Regions from separate parts of the Mus musculus genome. Here regions 1, 2, 3 and 4 are each linked to region 5. Evidence: chromatin contacts called from public HiChIP or PLAC-seq and promoter capture Hi-C data. All regions are on one chromosome and are shown on one strand. Each heading gives the region's core, a stretch centred on a gene start, on an enhancer-like site or on the middle of the called end of the contact. The rest is flanking DNA. Distances are from core to core; before and after follow the strand shown.

What was found. Promoter capture Hi-C pulls out the DNA fragments that hold promoters and counts their contacts. HiChIP or PLAC-seq counts read pairs in DNA pulled down with a chosen protein or histone mark.
Region 1: a contact with region 5 is called in a FOXA1 HiChIP or PLAC-seq map of pancreatic cancer cells. The contact joins the promoter of Muc1 here to the promoter of Lmna in region 5. A contact is called at or near these places in 4 of 39 promoter capture datasets (the SN4741 cell line, hippocampal neurons and liver), 1 of 15 datasets of contacts at CTCF or cohesin (CD8 T cells) and 3 of 115 datasets of contacts at active chromatin or transcription factors (epiblast stem cells, extraembryonic endoderm stem cells and pancreatic cancer cells).
Region 2: a promoter capture Hi-C map of liver shows a contact between it and region 5, with 2.6 times the contacts expected there. The contact joins the promoter of Pklr here to the promoter of Lmna in region 5. A contact is called at or near these places in 3 of 39 promoter capture datasets (cranial neural crest, liver and neural stem cells).
Region 3: a contact with region 5 is called in an HNF4G HiChIP or PLAC-seq map of pancreatic cancer cells. The contact joins the enhancer-like site here to the promoter of Lmna in region 5. A contact is called at or near these places in 5 of 39 promoter capture datasets (the SN4741 cell line, cranial neural crest, hippocampal neurons and 1 more), 1 of 15 datasets of contacts at CTCF or cohesin (CD8 T cells) and 1 of 115 datasets of contacts at active chromatin or transcription factors (pancreatic cancer cells).
Region 4: an H3K4me3 HiChIP or PLAC-seq map of bone marrow-derived macrophages shows a contact between it and region 5, with 4 times the contacts expected there. The contact joins the promoter of Prcc here to the promoter of Lmna in region 5. A contact is called at or near these places in 1 of 39 promoter capture datasets (liver) and 2 of 115 datasets of contacts at active chromatin or transcription factors (bone marrow-derived macrophages and pancreatic cancer cells).

The regions. Positions count from the first base shown.
Region 1 is chr3:89,227,379-89,231,147 of GRCm38.p6, reverse strand. It overlaps Muc1 (mucin 1, transmembrane), which reads right to left and starts at 2,092. Exons shown (of 7, transcript NM_013605.2): 1 at 1,971-2,092; 2 at 1-1,237. The coding sequence starts at 2,028.
Region 2 is chr3:89,133,838-89,137,576 of GRCm38.p6, reverse strand. Pklr (pyruvate kinase liver and red blood cell) reads right to left here and starts at 1,435. Exons shown (of 11, transcript NM_013631.2): 1 at 1,295-1,435; 2 at 171-353. The coding sequence starts at 1,394.
Region 3 is chr3:89,249,980-89,253,564 of GRCm38.p6, reverse strand. No RefSeq gene overlaps it. Among named protein-coding and RNA genes, the nearest start is that of Krtcap2, 5.3 kb to the right of the region's middle. Within about 2 kb of position 2,059, at least 131 of the 459 cell types and tissues checked have an H3K27ac peak or open chromatin away from gene starts, as enhancers often do. A contact at or near this core is called in CD8 T cells and pancreatic cancer cells, where this site is marked.
Region 4 is chr3:87,883,317-87,887,089 of GRCm38.p6, reverse strand. It overlaps Prcc (papillary renal cell carcinoma (translocation-associated)), which reads left to right and starts at 1,528. Exons shown (of 7, transcript NM_033573.2): 1 at 1,528-2,215. The coding sequence starts at 1,748.
Region 5 is chr3:88,501,408-88,505,302 of GRCm38.p6, reverse strand. It overlaps Lmna (lamin A), which reads left to right and starts at 1,951. Exons shown (of 12, transcript NM_001002011.3): 1 at 1,951-2,555. The coding sequence starts at 2,200.

The sequences.
Region 1 (3,769 bases), core at 843-3,342, 730 kb before region 5:
AATGGGTGGTTTTGAATGTAAAAAGACAAGAAGAAGAAGGAGACCCCAACAGACAACTGGGGTGAACTGTTACTGGAGAAGGTAGAAAATGGTACTGTGCTATAGTAAGAGCTGCTGGCAATAGTGCTGTGGCTGGAGGTGGTGGCCATGGTAGGAGAAACAGGGTATTGACTTGGCACTGAAGGCTGAGTGCCATTGCTGACTGGAGTTGTAGCTATTGCAGAGGTATTATAGACTAGACTGGTAGCTGAGCCCAACACAGAACTGGTAGGTAGCACCGAGGAGCCATTGTGGTCTGGAATGATAGCTGAGCCTGACGTCACTTTGGTAGTAGAGAATGGCATGCTACTGTAAACTGGAGTGGTGGCCAAGACTGATTCAGAGCTGTTAGTTGTAGTTGAGGTACCACTGTGGTCTGGACTGGTGGCTGAGCCCAGTGCAGAGCTGGTAGTTGTGACTGAGGTGCCATTGTGGTCTGGAGTGCTAGCTAAGTCTGATGTAGTCTTGATGTTTTGGATGGAGGCACTACTGTGGACTGGAGAACTGGTGGAGTCCCTTAGAGGGCTGGTGGCTGGAGAAGAGGTGCCACCGTGGGCTACTGGAGAGCTGGCGGAGTCTTCTGAAAGGCTAGTGGCTGGGGAAGAGGTGTCATCATGGGCTACTGGAGAGCTGGTGGAGTCCACTGGAGCTGTGGTGGCTGGGGAGGAGGTGCCACTGAGGACTGCAGTACTGGTAGAGTCTTCGGGAGCTCTGGTGGCTGGAGAAGAGGTGCTACTATGGTCTGGAGAGCTGGTGGAGTCCCCTGGAGGGCTGGTGGCTGGGGACGAGGTACCACCGTGGACTACTGGAGAGCTGGTGGAATCCACTGGAGCTGTGGTGGCCGGAGCTGAAGAGGTGCCACTGTGGACTACTGGAGAGCTGTTGGAGTCTTTTGAAAGGCTAGTGGCTGGGGAAGAGGTGTCACCATGGGCTACTGGAGAGCTGGCGGAGTTCACTGGAGCTGTGGTGGCTGGGGAGGAGGTGCCACTGAGGACTGCAGTACTGGTAGAGTCTTCAGGAGCTCTGGTGGCTGGAGAAGAGGTGCTACTCTGGACTGGAGAGCTGGTGGAGTCCCCTGGAGGTCTGGTGGCTGGGTCTGAGTTGCTGCTGTGGACTGGAGTGGTAGTCGATGCTAAGGAACTGCTGGTGTCCTGAGATGAGGTGACACTGTTTTCCTCACTTGGAAGGGCAAGAAAACCTGAACCAGAGTGGAAGATTAGGGGTAAACTGTTTTTATGCTCACAGCAGCGCAGCACTAATCAACAGAGTTGGACACTGGGTCGCTTTGGATAACATGTGTGATGTTTTAGTTCCGGCTAGAGCCAAAGTTGAAGAAAAAAAAAACAAAACAACAACAACAACAAAAAAAAAACCTACTGGGTTGATGAATAAAAATCAGAGCAAGAAGAAAAATATAAACTCTGAAAACAAAGTAACCGGGGAAGGAAGGGGGATCATGTTAGCATCAGGTAGCCCCTGGTTTGCCTTCATCCTGACAGCCTCCCTCCCTAAGCAGAGGTCTCACCTCTGCTTCTGGCTCATTTATTCCTCTACTTGAGACAAGTATTCATACTGTAGCCTAAGCTGGCCTTGAACTCTCTGTGAACCTGAGCGTCCAGGGTGTGGGAACTATAGACTGGAACCACTGCACACGGCCCCATTCTTCCACTCCGGAGCTACTTCTCCTGACACAGCCTCTCTTCTCTACTCCCCACAAAGAGTATTATTTGCCTACTATAGTGCCCACTCTCCTGAGGGGTCACCTCTTCTCAGCCTCCTTCCTTAGCCTCTTTTCCCCCCTGGCACATACTGGGCCATACCTGTATGGATGGCCATTTATGACTCTCATAATCTACCAGTAAGCAAACTCCACAGAAAGACTGGGAGTCCCACCTGAACAGCGCAGCCCCTCCCCACCTTGCGCCTCTCACCTTTTAGACTTGCTAGAAGTAGCAGCAGGAAGAAAGGAGCCCGAATGCCCGGGGTCATGGTGGTGGTGAACAGGCGGGAAGGGGCTAGAAAACAAACTCAAGGCTGGCGCTCCGTGTGTGAGGTGGAACAGGGCTGGTGCCTGCTGCTTTATACCAGTCCCCCTCCCGCCCTAGGCACAGTCAGAGCAGGTGACAGGTAACAAAACTCCGCCCCCTCCCCTATTCTTTTCCTCCTCCTCCCCCCCAGTCATTCCTGTGTAGGGTACTTGGGCTCCAATCACTCAACCTTATGACAACCTGTTTTTTCTCCATCTGGCCTCCCACTTTTACCAACCGCTCCTTGACTACCCCAGGTGTGTATGTGGAGGAAACCTGGGGCCCCCTGGCTCTGGTTTTAGTCCCAGAGTGACCGCCAAGAAGAGGAAAGGAAACACAGAAAGGCCCTGGACAGCAAGACATGGGAAGTCCATCCCTAGGTCCCCCGATCCCTTTTCCTATTCTCTCTGCGGGTCCTTGAACACCACTTCTCACAAGTTGAGAGGACATAAGGGGGCTGGATAATAGTGGACAGGTCGCTAGTTTTAGTCTCCCTCCCCGAACCCCCCCCCCCCCCGCCACTTCCCGGAACAGCCCCGCCCTTCTAGCCGTTCCCGGTACTCTGAAAACCACAATCCCCGCCCCTGCCAGACTTTCCAGTAGCCTGGGTCTCTCTTTGGCTTTCTCCCGAGAAAGGCGGTGGGGGAAATTTCCACTTAAAAAGGACTAAACTTGGGCTCCACTGAAGCCTAAGGTCCTTCCTACCCAACCCTCCACCTTGAGTGGCAGGTTGACCGGCCCTTCTATCCGGAAACGCCTGCCCTCTAGTGGTCACCGCGAGCGTCGCGCGGCGTACTCGCACCAGCCGATAGTTTGGCAGCACAGCCCAAGTTGAGACAGATTAACTTAAGGAAGTTAATTGTGCCTTGGCGAAAAGAATCAATGCCTCGGACAGATAGGAAAGAATGCACACTGTAGGGGAGAAGCAAGGGTCATTAATTGGGCTACTAGACTTCTGGGGATGGTGTTTGCGGGTAGGGTAAAAGTGGTTGGAGCCCCAAGGTATCTGGAAGGGGGGGCATCAAGTTGTGTGATGACATTGAATGGTGGGGGGTGGGGTGTAGGACGGGTTATGTCTAGGTAGCTAGATATTGAGGAGGAAGAGATTAAGTAGGTGGGCCGATCGTGGAACATGAGAACGTTGAGATGTATCTGGGAAAGGAATATTTGGGGCGAACAAGCACTCGAAACAAGGCAAACCCGTGTGTTTGTGTGTGTGTTTAGGGAGAAACGAAAGGTGTTCTGAAGGGCAGAAACAGTTGAATTTGGGGAGGGCTTTGGGTTCACAGTAGCGCGGACTGAGGATGCCAGGCCGGATCCCGCAAGCGGAGGTTGCGGAGTAAACCAGCAGGAGCAGTTACAACTGTAGTAGGCAAACAGTTCTTAGTCCCAACGAATACAAGACGGAAACTAATACTTTAAAAACATTTCGGAGGTGCAGGAACGGAGGCGTGGGTCCCACGCTCCCGCCGTGTGTCCCGCCTCTGAGAGGCTTTGTCAGGCCTGCTCCGGGCGGAGTGGAGCCGCCCTACGTCAGTTCGCCCACAAGTATTTAGGTGGGCGGCACCAAACCCCAACTCCCAGGATTGCCAGGCAACAGCCATTCAATTCGGTTGCTGGGACACCCGTCACCATGGCGATGGCTCTGCGCCTCTCAGTCTGAGTATTTAAAGAGCAAGCGCGCGCACTGCTTTAGCGTTGGA
Region 2 (3,739 bases), core at 186-2,685, 630 kb before region 5:
AAAAAGAAAAAGAAAAAGAAGCAAATACAACAACACCCGCAACAACAACAACACCTGCAAATCTCACAAATATTTGTTGAATGAATGACCATGGCAAAGATAGCACAGTAAGGAGACACCAGAGTCATGCAGGCGGCCCAGTGTGGCGGCCCAGGGTTGGGTGGTCTTACCGATGGTGGCAATGATGCTGGTGCTCCTAGCGGCCACAGGCTCTGAGTCGATATCCAGAAGGCAGAGGTGTTCCAGGAAGGTGTCCGCCATAGCTGCGGGCAGTTGCTGCTGCTGGAAGAAGGCAGTGCCCAGCTCCTGGGTCAGCTGGGCCACACTGGCACGTCTCAGGTATCCTGCTGGCCCTGCGGTAGATGGGGACTCAGGATCCTGCACAGACAATCGCCTATCCCCCATGTGCTTCCTGCCAGTGCACCCTGTGTCTATTCAGCCCTCCGGTCTGTGTGAGGAGGCCTTCCTTCAATCTGAGTGTCACACATTACTTTGTTTAGTCTCCAGGGTTCTATGGAGCAGGCTGTTAGATGTGCTCTTTCCCAACTTTACAAGGAAGGAAAAAGACGGAGAGAGAAAATGCACTGTCTAAGAAAAGGGCATCTTCCAAGGAAGATGATTCAAATCTAGGTCTAGCTCAAAGCTGAGTCCTTACGGACCCAGTTACCGAGACCCTCCCCCACCCCGCCCCCCAGCAGACCACTCAGCCTCAGCACCCCCAGAAGCCTCCCTCAAGTCTCAAGGCATCTCATTCTCTAGGCCTGGAATCTCTCTGTTACTTTTCCTTGTTTACTTCCTTCTAGCTCCAGGCAACTCTCTGGCTTCCCCACTTCCCTCCCCTCCAAGTTCCCTCCATCTATACAGTGCGGCTCTATCCCCTGCCTGCCCCCTTGTGGGGGAAACCCCCGTAGCTTGACCCAGCCCGGCTCAGTAGAGCACCTTCCATACTGCTGCGTACCTGCTGTGTCTGTGGGTCTGCTTTATACTCTGCCTTTGTCAGTGGGATGGGGCCTGGCACAGACGAGATCAGTCCTGGTTAAAGTATAACCAGCTAGCATCTCTCTTGCCAATGGAAGCCTTGTACACTGGGGGCCAGAGTCCAGGAACCACGGGAGTGCCCCGTGGCGTCCATGCTGCCGGATCCCCTTTGGCCTGTCTGCAGAGCCTGGATCAAAGGCTCAAATCAAATTTAACAGAGGCTGTAGTGGGCATCCTTCCCCCAAGGCCTCCACCCCCAACACTGATTCTACCCTAATTCTCCTCTCTGTTCAGTGGCTTCCCTTCCTCTTCTTACCTCCTGGAGCCCCACTTAAAGCAGACTTTGCTAAGTCTTTTTGGGACTTAAAGATCCAGGGCCAGAGCTGCTGGGGTAGCTCGTTCTCTTGGACAGACATGCTTCCAAAGTGTGGGACTGGGGCTGCAAGAACCACAGACTGGGAGGAGAGTGTACCCTAACTGCTGGTCTTATCTGCAGGAGCCAGAGAATAGAAAAGAGGCACACCCAGTAGGCAGCCCCATCCCCACACAGAGTCCCTTCTGGAGGGCTGTCGGTTGTCAGTCCCCACATCTTCCCTTCCCCTAGGTCATCCGTTTTTCCTGGTCAATTTTTAGTCCATTCATACTGTCAGTCCATCAGCTTCAATAGAGACTAGTTCATCGCCAGTGATACAATCCTTTTCTCTTTGTATTTTATTGACAAGAATCTTAGGTATATTCTCAGAGCAAGAGCTTGAATGTGGGGACTAGATTGTGGAAAAGAGGGAGGAACTTTTTTTTCTCTTCTCTTCTCTTCTCTTCTCTTCTCTTCTCTTCTCTTCTCTTCTCTTCTCTTCTCTTCTCTTCTCTTCTCTTCTCTTCCCTTCCCTTCCCTTCCCTTCCCTTCCCTTCCCTTCCCTTCCCTTCCCTTCCCTTCCCTTCCCTTCCCTTTCCTTTCCTTTCCTTTTCTCTTCTAGACAGGGTTTCTCTGTGTAGACCAGGCTGGCCTCGAACGCAGAAATCTGCTTGCCTCTGCCTCCCAAGTGCTGGGATTAAAGGCGTGCGCCACCACCACCTGGCAGAGGGGAACCCTTTGATAGACGTTAGAGGGTATCTCAGTTTCTCGCATCTGTTCCTCTGTGAATCCAAAGATGAAACTATAAACAGTTCTAGGCACTAATTGATAAACTTGTTTAGATTGATGTTGACGAACCATATTAGTAAACACAGGAAGCCTGAGCACAGGGGAGTTCTTCAGCCATCGTGGGGACATCGCACCCAACTCACTTTTTACCAAGGCACCAGGGAGAGTGACCTTGCCTTGCTGACCACCATGAGCATAAGCTGCAGTCCTGCTGTCAAAATTCCCTATAACTACCCCAACCAACAGACGGGCCACCTGGCACTTACTTTTTTTCCATATCCCAGATGACCCTAGACTGGGGATTCTCTTGACCCCATTCTTGGGTGACTTTACAAGTTCAGCAAAGTTGCTAGAACAGTGGGATTCTCTAGGAAGGCTTCCATGACACTATGACAATGACAATGGCCAGTGACAACCCTGGAGGATACAGTGGGAGTCAAGCAGATAGAAAGATGGAACCTTCGCCCTCCATGGGTTTTAATATAGTGTGTGTGGGGAAATGACAGACTACTAGCAAATAAATAAATACTTTAAACTGGGTAAGGGGTGTCAGGCATGGATCATAGGACTGGGCAGGGTGGCCGGGTGGGACAGTGGTGTATCTTAGGCACCTCTTAAATAAGATGAGGCTTTCTTTAATGTGATTATGCTTAAGCTATTAAGGATGAGAAGGCACCAGCAGGGGCTGCAGGGGCAGCAGGGGCAGCAGGGGCAGCAGAGGAAAGAGTTTCCTGTAGGTTGCATATGTCCCATAACTCTGAGGAACAAAAGCTTTTTGTGTAAGAGAAACTGGTTAGGGGGACGTGGCCATGGTAAACCTGGGCGCCTGAGCAAAGAGCCACTGGTATGGCTGCCAGGGACATAATATAATTCAAGTTAGGTCTTAGGTAGCTCTAGCTGACCGATGTAAACAGTCATGGATTCAGAAGACAGAGGTGAGTCTTGGGAGTTGATCAGGGTGGGAGGTGACAGGCTAGCCTGGGTGGCACTGTGGGGGAGGGGAGAAGTCTGTGAGATGTGTTTTGGAGACAGGCAGACAGAGCAGAATGACTGCGGAGCTGTGCTGGTAAGAGAGGCTTTCAGTACTTAGAGTGTAACATGGAGAAGAAGGCAGTGCCCAGCTCCTGGGTCAGCTGGGCCACACTGGCACGTCGCAGGTATCCTGCTGGCCCTGCGGTAGATGGGGGACTTCTTTTGCTCTGGAGTCAAATGTCCATCTACTCGTCCTTGCAGAACCAGCATTGAGGCACAGAGACAGGAGGAAGTCATCTTTCTCTGAGGGTCACCTTGGAAGATGTGACAGCTAATTGAAACACCCTGTATTCCTGGGATAGGAGAGCAAAGGGCTTTCCTGGGGAGGTGAGACATAAGGCTTCAGGCTGGGTGGGTTCTCCCATGGACTCTGACCTACAGTAGTCACAAAGGCCAACCAGATCTAGGTGGGCCTTCTCTTGAGCCAAAGGATTAGGGAGGAGCTGAAGGAAGAAAGGGTACAGAGGGCTTTTCAAGGGGCCCCTGATATAACCCAAGCAAGTGTGAGGAGAGGAGAGCCTGTTGCCCATTGAGATAAGGGAGGAAGTAGGTTTAAGATGGCGGAACTCAAGGCTTTGGACAGGGCTG
Region 3 (3,585 bases), core at 810-3,309, 750 kb before region 5:
CAGAAATCCTTTCAAAGTGCTTGAGGGCAGTGCTCAGGGCAGTTTACCTAGACACAGAGAATACAGCCCTTCTCTGCTGAGCCTGGGTCAGTATTTTTGCTCTCCAGTTCCCCTAAGTTCCCCTGACCTCTGCCTCTTGCCCTGGAGGCCCCCTCTGCTTTTCTTTCCCGGCTTTCTCAAGGTGTGAGACATTCTCTGGGAGCCTTGAGGTTCCCTCCTCACAGTAAGGAAACCCATTTGGCTTAGACTTTATTGCTTCGGGGGTGTGGTGGGGTGGGGTGGTGGTGGTGGTGATGGCTCTAATTTAAAGTTTCTGGTGTTGTCCCCCAGTGTAGCTGGAGTCAGATCCTCTAGGAAAACAGGAATTGGCCATAAAAAAAAGATTGAACTTTTACTTTTGAGTTTTCAAATATACATAACACAGAATAGCCCAGCAAATCCCGTGTGCCCGTTGCCACAGACCTTGAAGGGACATAATAGAATCTTAGTTTATCATCAGAATTTCTGAGTCCTATACAGACTGTGTGGCTAGCACACTTGCCACACCATGCTAACTAACTGTTCATGTTGGGCTGGGGAAGATGGGTCAGTGGAGAAAGGGCCAGGTGAGGACAGGAGTTCATATCCCAAAAATCCAGGTGGCCGTGGCAACCTCCTGTAGTCCCAGCACCCAGGAGGCAGAGACAAGGGCGTCCCAGGACACGCTGGCTACCTTGACTAACTGGAGTCTGTGAGCTCCAGATTCAGTGATGCTACCTCAATAAATAAGGAGAGGCTGGGGAAGACACTAGACTTTAACTTTGGACCTCCAACTTTGCATGCCTATGTGTGCCTATCCACCCATTTGTGTGCTTGTGAATATGCATACATGTGAGGACACCACACACACTCTACATGTGCAAGAAAAATAATTTGTTAAATAGACGCATGCCTGTTTTTTTTTCTGAGTGTCGCTGGAACCTCTATAGATCTAGGGACCTGGACCTCTCTCCAGTTGGCAAAGGATCTGAATCCCGGGAAGGAACTGCTGAGACCTGTGGGGCCCAGGATTCCCACCTGGCACGGGCCTGAAGAGCCTGAAGAGCGCTGAAGAGCCTAGCTGGGTGTGGCTGCCCCTTGGAGCCTAAGGGAAAGCTTTGAAGTCTTCACTCCCAGTAGCTGACCTAAAGCTGTTTGCTATAGGTATTTGAGAACGCCTAACTCTATAGCCAATTAGGGGCTTCTCCCTGTGCCTCTGCAGGAACTCAACCAAGCAGCATCTATGGTACAGCTTGTATATGCACATCTGGCTCTCAGCCCTAGAAGGGGTGGACTGAGGAGCCAGATCCTGGCTCTGGCCCTTGAGCCCCCAGGAACTTCCATTTTCCTGGAAGGGAAGCCAAGAAATGTACCTATAGGGGACAATTAAGTGCCCCGGCTGTCTGCCTTAGGGCTCTGAGCATTGTTTGCTTAGGAGGTAGCACTATTTGTAACCTGTCAAGGACTGTAGACTCCAGCAGTCCCCCAAAGAAGGCAGGGCTGCCAACTTCCCATTCTACCAAGGTTCCCACAGAGCCCACCACCCAGTGCCTTCACAATAGATTTCAGTGTATCCTTCTCACAGAACCCTTTCCTTTGTGCCTCTGTCTCTGTGTCTCTCAGCTTCTCTGTCTCTATGGGTCTCTGCCTCTCTCTTGTTTCCCAACATCCTTCCCCAGGCCCTGGGGAGCAGAGCTGTGGAGGCAGGGGGCAGTGGGAACAGGACAGTGTCCGGTTCTCACCAAGGACAATAAGGGCCGGAAAGGGCTGGAGCCAAGGGCTGGCGCAGACTAGCCCTCCCGCCTGCCCTGGGCGCCCCCAGGTCCCGCCCTGTCCCATTGGTATGCCCTAAATGCCAGGCACTCTTCATGCTTGTGCCTGTCCCGGGGAGGGAGGCCAATCTAGTCCACTTGCCTCAGTCTCAGTGTCCCACTGCCTTCTTGAAGGGTGGTATCACCTTTGACTCCAAGGAGCATGTCAGGTCAGGGGCCAGAAGCCTCAGGCCAGACTACAGCGACTCCGCCCACGTATTATTTACTCCTGTTTCCGGAGTTGGGGGCGGGTGCCTGTGGGTGTCGCTGCCACGTGTGAGTGAACAGGAGGAAACATCTGCCTCCCTCTGTCCTCCGGGGAGTGGGGGTGGGGAGATGCCCCGCTCTCCCATAGGTCTTCTGCCACCCGGCTGGAGCAGTCCCAGGAACCCCAAATTCCTTTGTCTTTTTCACCTTCAGGTCTTGGAAGGCACCATATCCTCGGGTCCCTTTACCTAATGATGGTGATTAGAGACTGTGATATCTCTGTCAGGGTTAATTGGCAGGTCAGGTGTGTATAGCCTACAACTAGACACCACAGATAGGCTGAGTGTAAAGCTGCTATTGGCGCCGACCTGCCTTGTAAATCCACCCATTCCTGAGGGATGGGTCATTATTCCTGAGGCACATACTGCCCCTGGTCCTACACAGTAGGTGACATTGATTCCTTAGCACTGCTGGGTCACCTCTGATCTTCCCCTCACATACCTAAACCTTAGAAGTGGTATTTGTTATCTGCCTGACTCCACCCAAGCCTTCTGAAAGCCTCTGACCCTCAGGAGGCCATATCCCAGGGCTATGTGTGTCCTACCCAGTGCTCCCACTCCAGGCAAGGAGAAAATCAAGGTCTGACTTAGACCTTCCCATAGACCCAGGACCTGTTTTGGACACCCTCCATCCCTCCTTCAGAGCGCTCTACACGCCACACTTCAACCTCACTAGATGAGCTTTCAACTGCCAGGCTCAGAAAGACTCTGTGATCTCTACTGAAAATTCTGTCCAACTCCTAGCCCAGGAACAGGAAGTGATGCTTCTAGCTTTCCAGTACGGTGCCTGGCCCCTTGAGTTCCCTAGATTGGCTTCCAAAGAATTAGAGCACTGCCTAGTCCTTTAGGACCAATATGCAGGTAGAGGTCGGCCTGAGTATCCAGGATCGATGGGCTCACAGCGCCCTCTGTCAGCACTTTATGCAAACTGTGCAGTTCCTCCTCCTGGGCCAGGTAAAGAGTGATTGACTGGGCAGTGTGGCCTCTTAATAATCCTTCACCAGACCTCCTTAGACGCTTGGCTTCATCTTTACTGAGCCTTATTCCCTAACCTTTAGGTGCCTCTAAATGTGTAGGATTTTGTCCTAGAAGGGTTGAAGGATAAGTTTTTTCATTCAACCAACCTACTTCCCACTCTCAGGCACTACTGAGTATACAAAAGTGACCAAAATGGGTGTTTCCTAAAGTTTGGAGCATCCACCGGGAGAGGGAGGTGGGGGGGGGAGGGGGCGGGAACCTTGCTGCTCTAAAGGACAAGCACCCTGGACAGAGAGCTGCTTCTCATGACAGCACAAAGCAGGGTCTGGGGCCACAGCCTCATTTCCATCAAGACTTGGCTGAGGCTGTGGGCTGGCTGCTCTTTGATCTAACCTGAAGAGACTTATGGATTTCTTAATATCTTGAAGACAAGATAAATGGGGGAGGGAAACAAGGTTGCCAGAGTGAAGAAGCAAGGGTCGGTGACCAACCCAGGGTCCTTACACGCACGC
Region 4 (3,773 bases), core at 279-2,778, 620 kb after region 5:
AACTCAGTATAGTTTAAACACAGGTGTATACAAGTTATTCTGGGAGATTTAAGCAGATGTCTAGAGAAGGTGGTATAAGTTTGTGTATGAAGCCAAATGTTCAGACACATGGCGAGGAGGCTGGTGAGGAAGAGCCACATCCTTTCACAGTCTTTACAATCCTCATCCTTCGCTCAAAGCACCCTTTCCACGTTCTTTAGCCTCCTCCCTGCCAAACTCTAGCAGCTCTTTCGTTGTTGGCTGACCTCAAAGGTTTTCTGCTCTTAGGAGCAGGGAGGTACCCACAGAGAGATGGGTTCATGTATAAAGGACATGGCAAGTAGAGGGCCCTCAGTTAGAGGGTGACAGAAGTGATCCAGAATCACAGGGAGCCAGGGAAGAGCAGTTGCACAGCACGTCATCATAGACGGGCAGTATGTGAAAAAGCCTGCAGTAAAAGTGGGTGGATATGAGGGCCATACGCAAAGGCCGAGAAGACAGCACATCCAGCCAAGAAATGAATGCCAAAGACACATGCACTGTAGGGTGGGCACAGGTGATCAACCCCTAAGAACTTGGAAGTGTACCGGGCCATAGTCTGTCCTTTTACTGAGGTAAAGTGATTAATCTCCAATTCTCCAATACCTTGCCCTAGTTTCCCGTGCTTCTCACTAGTTGCTGAGGAAGGAGCCCAAGTCCCCACACTCATGGGGATAGCGTTCATGGGAGGTGTGTACTGTTACTAGATGTATACTGGTGTATTCATTGGTTAAGAGCACTGACTCTTTTTTTTTTTTTTTTTTTTTTTTTTTTTTTTTTTTTTCTGTGAGACAGAGACAGGATTTTCTGTGTCACCTTGGCTGTCCTGGACCTCACTTCATAGTCTAGGCTGGCCTCGAACTCACAGATCTCCGCCCGCGTCTGACTTCCTAGTGCTGGGATTCAAGGTGCATGACACCACCCTTGCCATGCTCTCAGATGCCTGCGGCCTCGTTTTCTTTCTGGCTTCGCAATCTTAATTTTATAACGTACCCTAGAGCTTTGTCTTTTCTTGGGGTGCTTTGTTCTAACACCCAGGTCGACTCGGAAGCATCACTGTTTTATTTACAGGTAACTTTCCCTTTAAGCTATTTACTTTCCCAGACTTCATCACTTTCCCGACAACACTTGCAGTTTCTAAGGGTACCACAGCTCCCATAATCCTTAGCTGCTCTGAGGAACTTCAAGTACCGAAATGCTCTAAATGCTTACGTGCTACCGCGCTGATCCATGGGGCTTGTAGTAACATAGGACTTGAAAGGACACACAACAACAAACAAACAAACAAACTACGAATCCCAGGAATCACTGCATCAGAGGAAGCTTTCGCTCAGTCTTTCTGCGCACCCTTTACGCCACCTTTAGACTGCAATTCCCGCCATGCTTTGCACTGAGTTCCCGGAGGTAGAGAATGGGGTTGTTGCTAAAGTCTTCTCTGGGAATTGTAGTTCTTAAGTCTGTGAGGTGAGTAGTAGGCGGAGTGACTCGGCGGCCATTAGGTGTGTGTAGTTGCTTGGTGCTAGGAGCTTAAGTGTAGCGGGAATTCTTACTCGGTGGAAATCAACCCTAGCCATGGGTTCCTGCCGGGGATAGTTCTAGAGCACGGAGCAGGAGGCGCTTTTCGGTTCCCCGCCTTGCCCGCTGGTAGGGCCTACTAGGCCGCCGGGACATCCCGGGTCTCAAGTAGGCCTAGTCTGCCAGCAAGGGCGTCCCAAAGGCGGGAGGCGCCATGTCTCTGGTTGCTTATGCCAGCAGCGACGATAGTGAGCCGGATGAGCCGGAGCCGGAGCCGGAGCCGGAGGAAGAGGATGTGGCGGCTCCTATGCCAGGGCCCACTTTAGGAGGCCTGTTCGCTTCTCTTCCTGCACCCAAAGGCCCGGCCTTGCTGCCCCCGCCCCCCCAGATGCTGGCCCCAGCCTTCCCCCCGCCGCTCCTGCTGCCCCCGCCCACCGGAGACCCCAGACTGCAGCCGCCTCCGCCGCTGCCCTTTGGCCTGGGCGGCTTCCCGCCACCTGCAGGAGTGAGCCCTGCTGAAGCTGCGGGAGTTGGAGAGGGGCTGGGGCTGCCATCGCCTCAAGGCCCTGGGCTCAGTCTGCCCCCAGCTGTGGGCGGTGTCGGACCCCCCTTGGGCCTTCCCAAGCCAAAGAAGAGAACCGAACCGGTTAGGATAGCGGCGCCGGAGCTGCAGAAGGGCGATGTGAGTATGGAGGGGGGGGGCACCTCAAGTCCCATTGGGCTGGAGTTTAGGGGTAGGAGGGACTTGTAACCATAATGGAGCTCGACAAACGCATCCGTTGACTCCGAGCCGCTGGAATCCTCTTAGAAGGCGGTTAAATTCACCTGAACTTGCCTGCTTTGGGGAGTTAGGGTATTGGCCATGAGGCATTCTGGAACCTGGGACTTCCTTGCAGAAAGGGATGCGTGGTATCCTTGGTACTGACAGGCTTAAGGCGCATGCATGGAGACAATTCTTTCCCTTTCAGCATCTTTATCTCAGTTGGCTTCTCTTCCCATATTGAGGGCAGGTTAAAAGTGGCGCCTGAAGTGACAGCTGGTGGGACTAAAGTGCTCCTGTTGAACATCCAGGACCAGCCTTATCCTTTGCCCCATCTCTAAAATAAGAAGGCTGGAAGGAGGTAAAGGACATGAGTGGAGTTAGAGAAGAGATGGAATGTTTACTTATTTTGACATGGTTCTAGTATTGTAACCCAGGCTTTTCTTGAATCACTGTGTAGCTCAGCTTGGGCTTCAACTTGTGATCCTCTTGTCTCAGAGTCCAAGTGCTGGATTAAAAAGTGTATTACACTATCCCTGGTATAAGAAATTGAGTATTGCCTCTCCCTCACCCCCACACACAATGGGAGTTGGACTTGTAGCCTCCCTCACACATAGTAGGTAAATGCTCTTCCACTGAGCTACAAAACCCAGCCCTGTTTCCATTGTTTATTTTGAGGAATGGTTTTTCTAGATTGTCTAGACTGACTTGAATTTTAGATTGTTCTGCTTCAGTCTCCCCTGTAGCTGGGATTACAACCTATAGAAGCAGGATTTGGTAGTCCAGGCTGGCTTCAACTTTAGTAGCTAAGATTGTCCTTAAACTCCAGATTCTCCTCCATCTCCTTCCTGAGTGCTGGGATTACAGCTGAACACCACCATGCCTGCTTTATGCAGCTTACATTCATGTCTAGGGCTTTGTGCATGCTAGGCAAGCATCCTTATCAACTGGGCCATATCCTCAGCCCTAACATACTATTTACAGATATGAAAATGGAGTCCAGCATGTAGTCTTACTGGAGATTGACAACTGGATCTGTTTAAATCTGTTTCACCATCTAGATACTGTCCAGGCTAGATGAGCATTAGAGTATAGTTTCTAAAAGAGGCAGCTAAGATTACAGTGTTTTCTTGTTTGTTTGTGTGTTTGTTTGTTTGATGGTCTCTATGTAGTCCTAGATGCCCCCCTATAACTTGCTCTGTAGACCTGGCCTTGAACTCAGATCCTCTTGCTCCTGCCTCTTGGGTTCTGGGATTAAAGACTTGTGCCATCATTCCTGACTTATGTTGTTTTCAGATGTTTAAGCAGGAAAAGATAAGGCCTCTTCCATGAGGACTTCCATGATAAAGGAGGCAGCCTGTGACAGTTCTTTGCTTTCTATCTTTTAGTAAATGAATTGGTCCACCCTGGGTTCCTTTTGCTAACTCTGCTTTTCTTTAGTTTTTCCAAGCTACCAAGGGCCATCTTTATCTTTTGTAGG
Region 5 (3,895 bases), core at 702-3,201:
TGAGACAGCGGGAACAGGGAACAGCATGAGCCCCACTGCTCACGTTCCACCACTGGCTCACCCACCCGCCTCTGCTTCTTGGTTAGGAAGTAGGGGAGGGAGAAGCAGAAGAAATGGTTTTTGCTGTTGTTTTGTCTGGGAAGTTGAATGGCAACCACACAGCCCGAGGGACTACAGGGAAAGGAAGCCATGTCCTAGGTTCCCTCCCCTAGATGCATCCTGGGTCCTCACCACACTGGAGTCACCCTCACAGAAATAAGAACTCTCCCAGAACCCAGCGCAGTGGCAGTGGCACGTGCCTTTGATTCCAGCACTCTGGGGGCAGAGGCAGGCAGATCTTTGAGTTCGAGGCTGGCCTGGTGTACAAAATGAGTTCTAGGACAGCCAGAAGTTCATAGAGAAACTCTGTCTTGAAAAAACAAAGCGCCAGGCGCACGCCTTTAATCCCAGCACTCGGGAGGCAGAGGCAGGTGGATTTCTGAGTTCAAGGCCAGCCTGGTCTACAATGTGAGTTCCAGGACAGCCAGAGCTATACAGAGAAACCCTGCCTCGAAAAACCAAAAAAAGAAAAAAACAAAAAAACAAAAAAACAAACCCCCCCCCCACCACCAACAACAACAACAAAAAAAAAAACAAAAAAAAACAAAAAAAGCAGCAGCAACAACAAAATCTCTTAAGAGTCCCAACTCAAGCCCACTGCCTGGACCTGCAGGAACTGCAAGCTAATCAGCAATGGACAGGGGAAAGCACATGGCAAAAGGGGAAGGAACATGGCAGAAGGGGATGCCAGGGCCAGTAAGGCTTAGGCTAGGGTTACAGGAGAGGATTAGACAGCTGATCGGGAGTCTTTGATGGAGGCTGGAGACCCCGGGACATGGAACCAGGGGACCAGGTTACTGTATTGGGAGATCATCTAGTCAGGGCCCACCCAGAACTGGCTAGACAGGCATGCAGTGGCTGAGGAGGGGGTAGCTTTGCTGTTCTTGCTCACACCGTTTAAGATGGAACCAGGATGGAGACCCTGCATTAACAACCCTCTGACCCCGTTCCTCTTTTCAGGCCCTTCTCGAAGCCACAAAAATCTGGAACCTGGTGTCCTGGCCATGTGCTGAATGCACGCACAGCACAGCTCTGGTATCTGTTTTAAATTATCCATTAAAATAAGTACAGTCCTGGAAAAAAATAAGTACAGTCTTGGATTTGGTTGGGTGGAGTGAGCTGAAGAAAGGGGCTGAAACGAGGGATTTCAGCAGCCCCTTTTTCCAGCTGTCTAGGTCCAAATGAAAGGGGAGGGGGGAGTGGGCGGGGCCAACTTCTGGCTTCTATTCTTGGCCTTCTCTTGGGGACTGAGGCTTATTTCTTAGATCTAAAACCCAATGTTTGGTTTTAAAGCCAAAAATATAAGGGAAGTGCATAGGTTTGGGTTTTGTTTTTTGTTTTTTCCCGAGGTCCTTGATCTTTGCCCCCAAATTTGAGGGCATAAAGTAATCCCTCAGTTACCTAAAAACACAGCCATTCCTTTGCCATTCCACTCTCCTGGATTGGCCGCTTCTGTGCGCGGGGGAGAGGTGACTCACTATTACTACTGAGGAAAGGGGAGCCAGTGGTGGAAGTGGGGTGAGTCACTGATGGGCAGCAGCTTCAGCCCTCCCCCCAACTTCCTTGGCTCTCTGGGGATGCCTGATCCTCTCCCTCACTTTGCACCTACTTCCCCTGGTCCCTCACCACTACCCTTTGCCCACCCACTCAAATTCTTTGGCTCTGCTCTTTACTCCAGAAGGCCAAAGGCAAGCTTAGAGTTGAGTAGGCAGGAACCAACATTGTGAAGCCCCAGGCCAGAAAGGGGTGTTCTGCAGAGTGAGGGTTGGCATGCTGGCTCCTCCTCACCATACCTGCCCCCGCCCCTTTGGGTACAGGATGGCTCCTTTAAGAGCAGTGGATCCACCCCCTGTAGAGGAGGGCCTATTAGAGCCTCTGCCTGGCTGTCAGTGACTCAGTGTTCGCGGGAACGCTGCCTCAGCCTCAACACCAGCCAACCCAGATCCCGAGGTGCGCCAGCGCCCAGCCCAGATCTCCACGCCTGCCAGGAGCGAGCTTCGCCGGCTCGCTGTCCCCCTGAGCAGCCTCTGTCCTTCTGTCCAAGTCCCGCGCCCTTCTCGGGACCCCTGCCCAGCGGGCAGCACTGTCACCCTGCCGGCCATGGAGACCCCGTCACAGCGGCGCGCCACCCGCAGTGGGGCGCAGGCCAGCTCTACCCCACTGTCGCCCACTCGGATCACCCGGCTGCAGGAGAAGGAGGACCTGCAGGAGCTCAATGACCGCCTGGCCGTGTACATCGATCGCGTGCGTTCCCTGGAGACCGAGAACGCGGGGCTGCGCCTTCGCATCACTGAGTCTGAAGAGGTGGTCAGCCGAGAGGTGTCCGGCATCAAGGCGGCCTACGAGGCCGAGCTGGGGGATGCCCGCAAGACCCTTGATTCTGTGGCCAAGGAGCGCGCCCGCCTCCAGCTAGAGCTGAGCAAAGTGCGTGAGGAGTTCAAGGAGCTGAAGGCTCGGTGAGTGAGGCCCGGCCGGCCGGCACCAGGGAGGCAGCAGTCGCCTGTAACTGGCCATCTAGTCCCCTCCCTCCCCGGAACTGCCTCCCGCGGGTGACTGGCAGTGCCAAGGGTAATAGACATGATAGGACATAGAAGGGAGGGGGTCTCTGTGAGAGGGTGGGGGATATAAAGAGTGGTGGGGGCATTGAGACCAAGTAGCGTTGGTGACAGGGCCTATGCTGTCAAGGTGGGATTTTTCAGTCATTTGGAGCTTGGGGGATGGGCTTGAGGAAGGTAGAACAGGCTCTACCAGGTCTTGGAACTCCCGAACGCCGCCCGGGACACATCAGAATGGGTGAAAGGGTTTTATTAGAACTTTCTTGGTAGGTTTGGCACTTTGCCAATCTTGCCCAACGTGGCTCTGAACACATGATGTCCACTAAGACATAGCGCCCACACTGACATTTGTCCAGTGGTACTGTAATGGAGTTACCAAGGCTGCATAGCCCCTTTCTCCCATGGCTGTGTAAGCACGGCCTTCTCCTGGTTCTTTCTAGGAGCTGAGAATGTCTGGAGCTTTTCCTAGACTCTCAGGCCCACCAGAAGCACACCAGGAGATCTGCTCCCCCGCAGCTCCCACAGCCCTTGGCCTCCCTGGTCGAGGAATGCAAGGGAGGGTGGGGAGGGAGACCGGGCACAGAAGCTAATGGCTCTGGAAATTCTGTTATGCCTGAGTCGGGGACACCCCAGTCTGGGCCCTCTCTGTTTGGTGACTTAAGGGTTTTGGAAGCTCTGTCCTTTCCTTGCTCAGCCAGCGAGCCACTTTCATTTTTCTAGTCAAGCCAGACTTTACTCTGGCCCATCCTCTGAACTGTTGATGTCTTGATCTTACTAAACCTCTGGAATACAATGACATTTTTGAAATCCAGCCGTTAGGGAGCCTCAGGCCACTCCCATTGCACCCATCCCTACCCCACCCTACCCCACCCTACTTGGCTCCACCTACTTTCTAAAAAGGCTTTCCAAAGCCTGGAAGTTTGGGCTCTTGCTCCCTGTACTTCCATTTCGCTCTGTGTCTGTGGTCTTTTCTTCTATGTTGTAGACCCAAGACAAAGAGCTTTGGACATTGGACGTGCGCACTGATACCTAAGGGGCTGGTAGCTTTGACTTCTCTTCCTCTTTTTCCTTTTTGCATTATCTTCTGACAAAACCCACTGTGTATCTGTGGTTGGTCATTCTATTCCTTACCAGATTCCAGCCCTAGGTGGTGAGTATGGCAAGCCCATTGCCTCAAGTGTGAGCAGAGGTCATGTGCACAGATGGGTCCAGCTTTTCTTTCTGCTAACAGGAATTAGCTG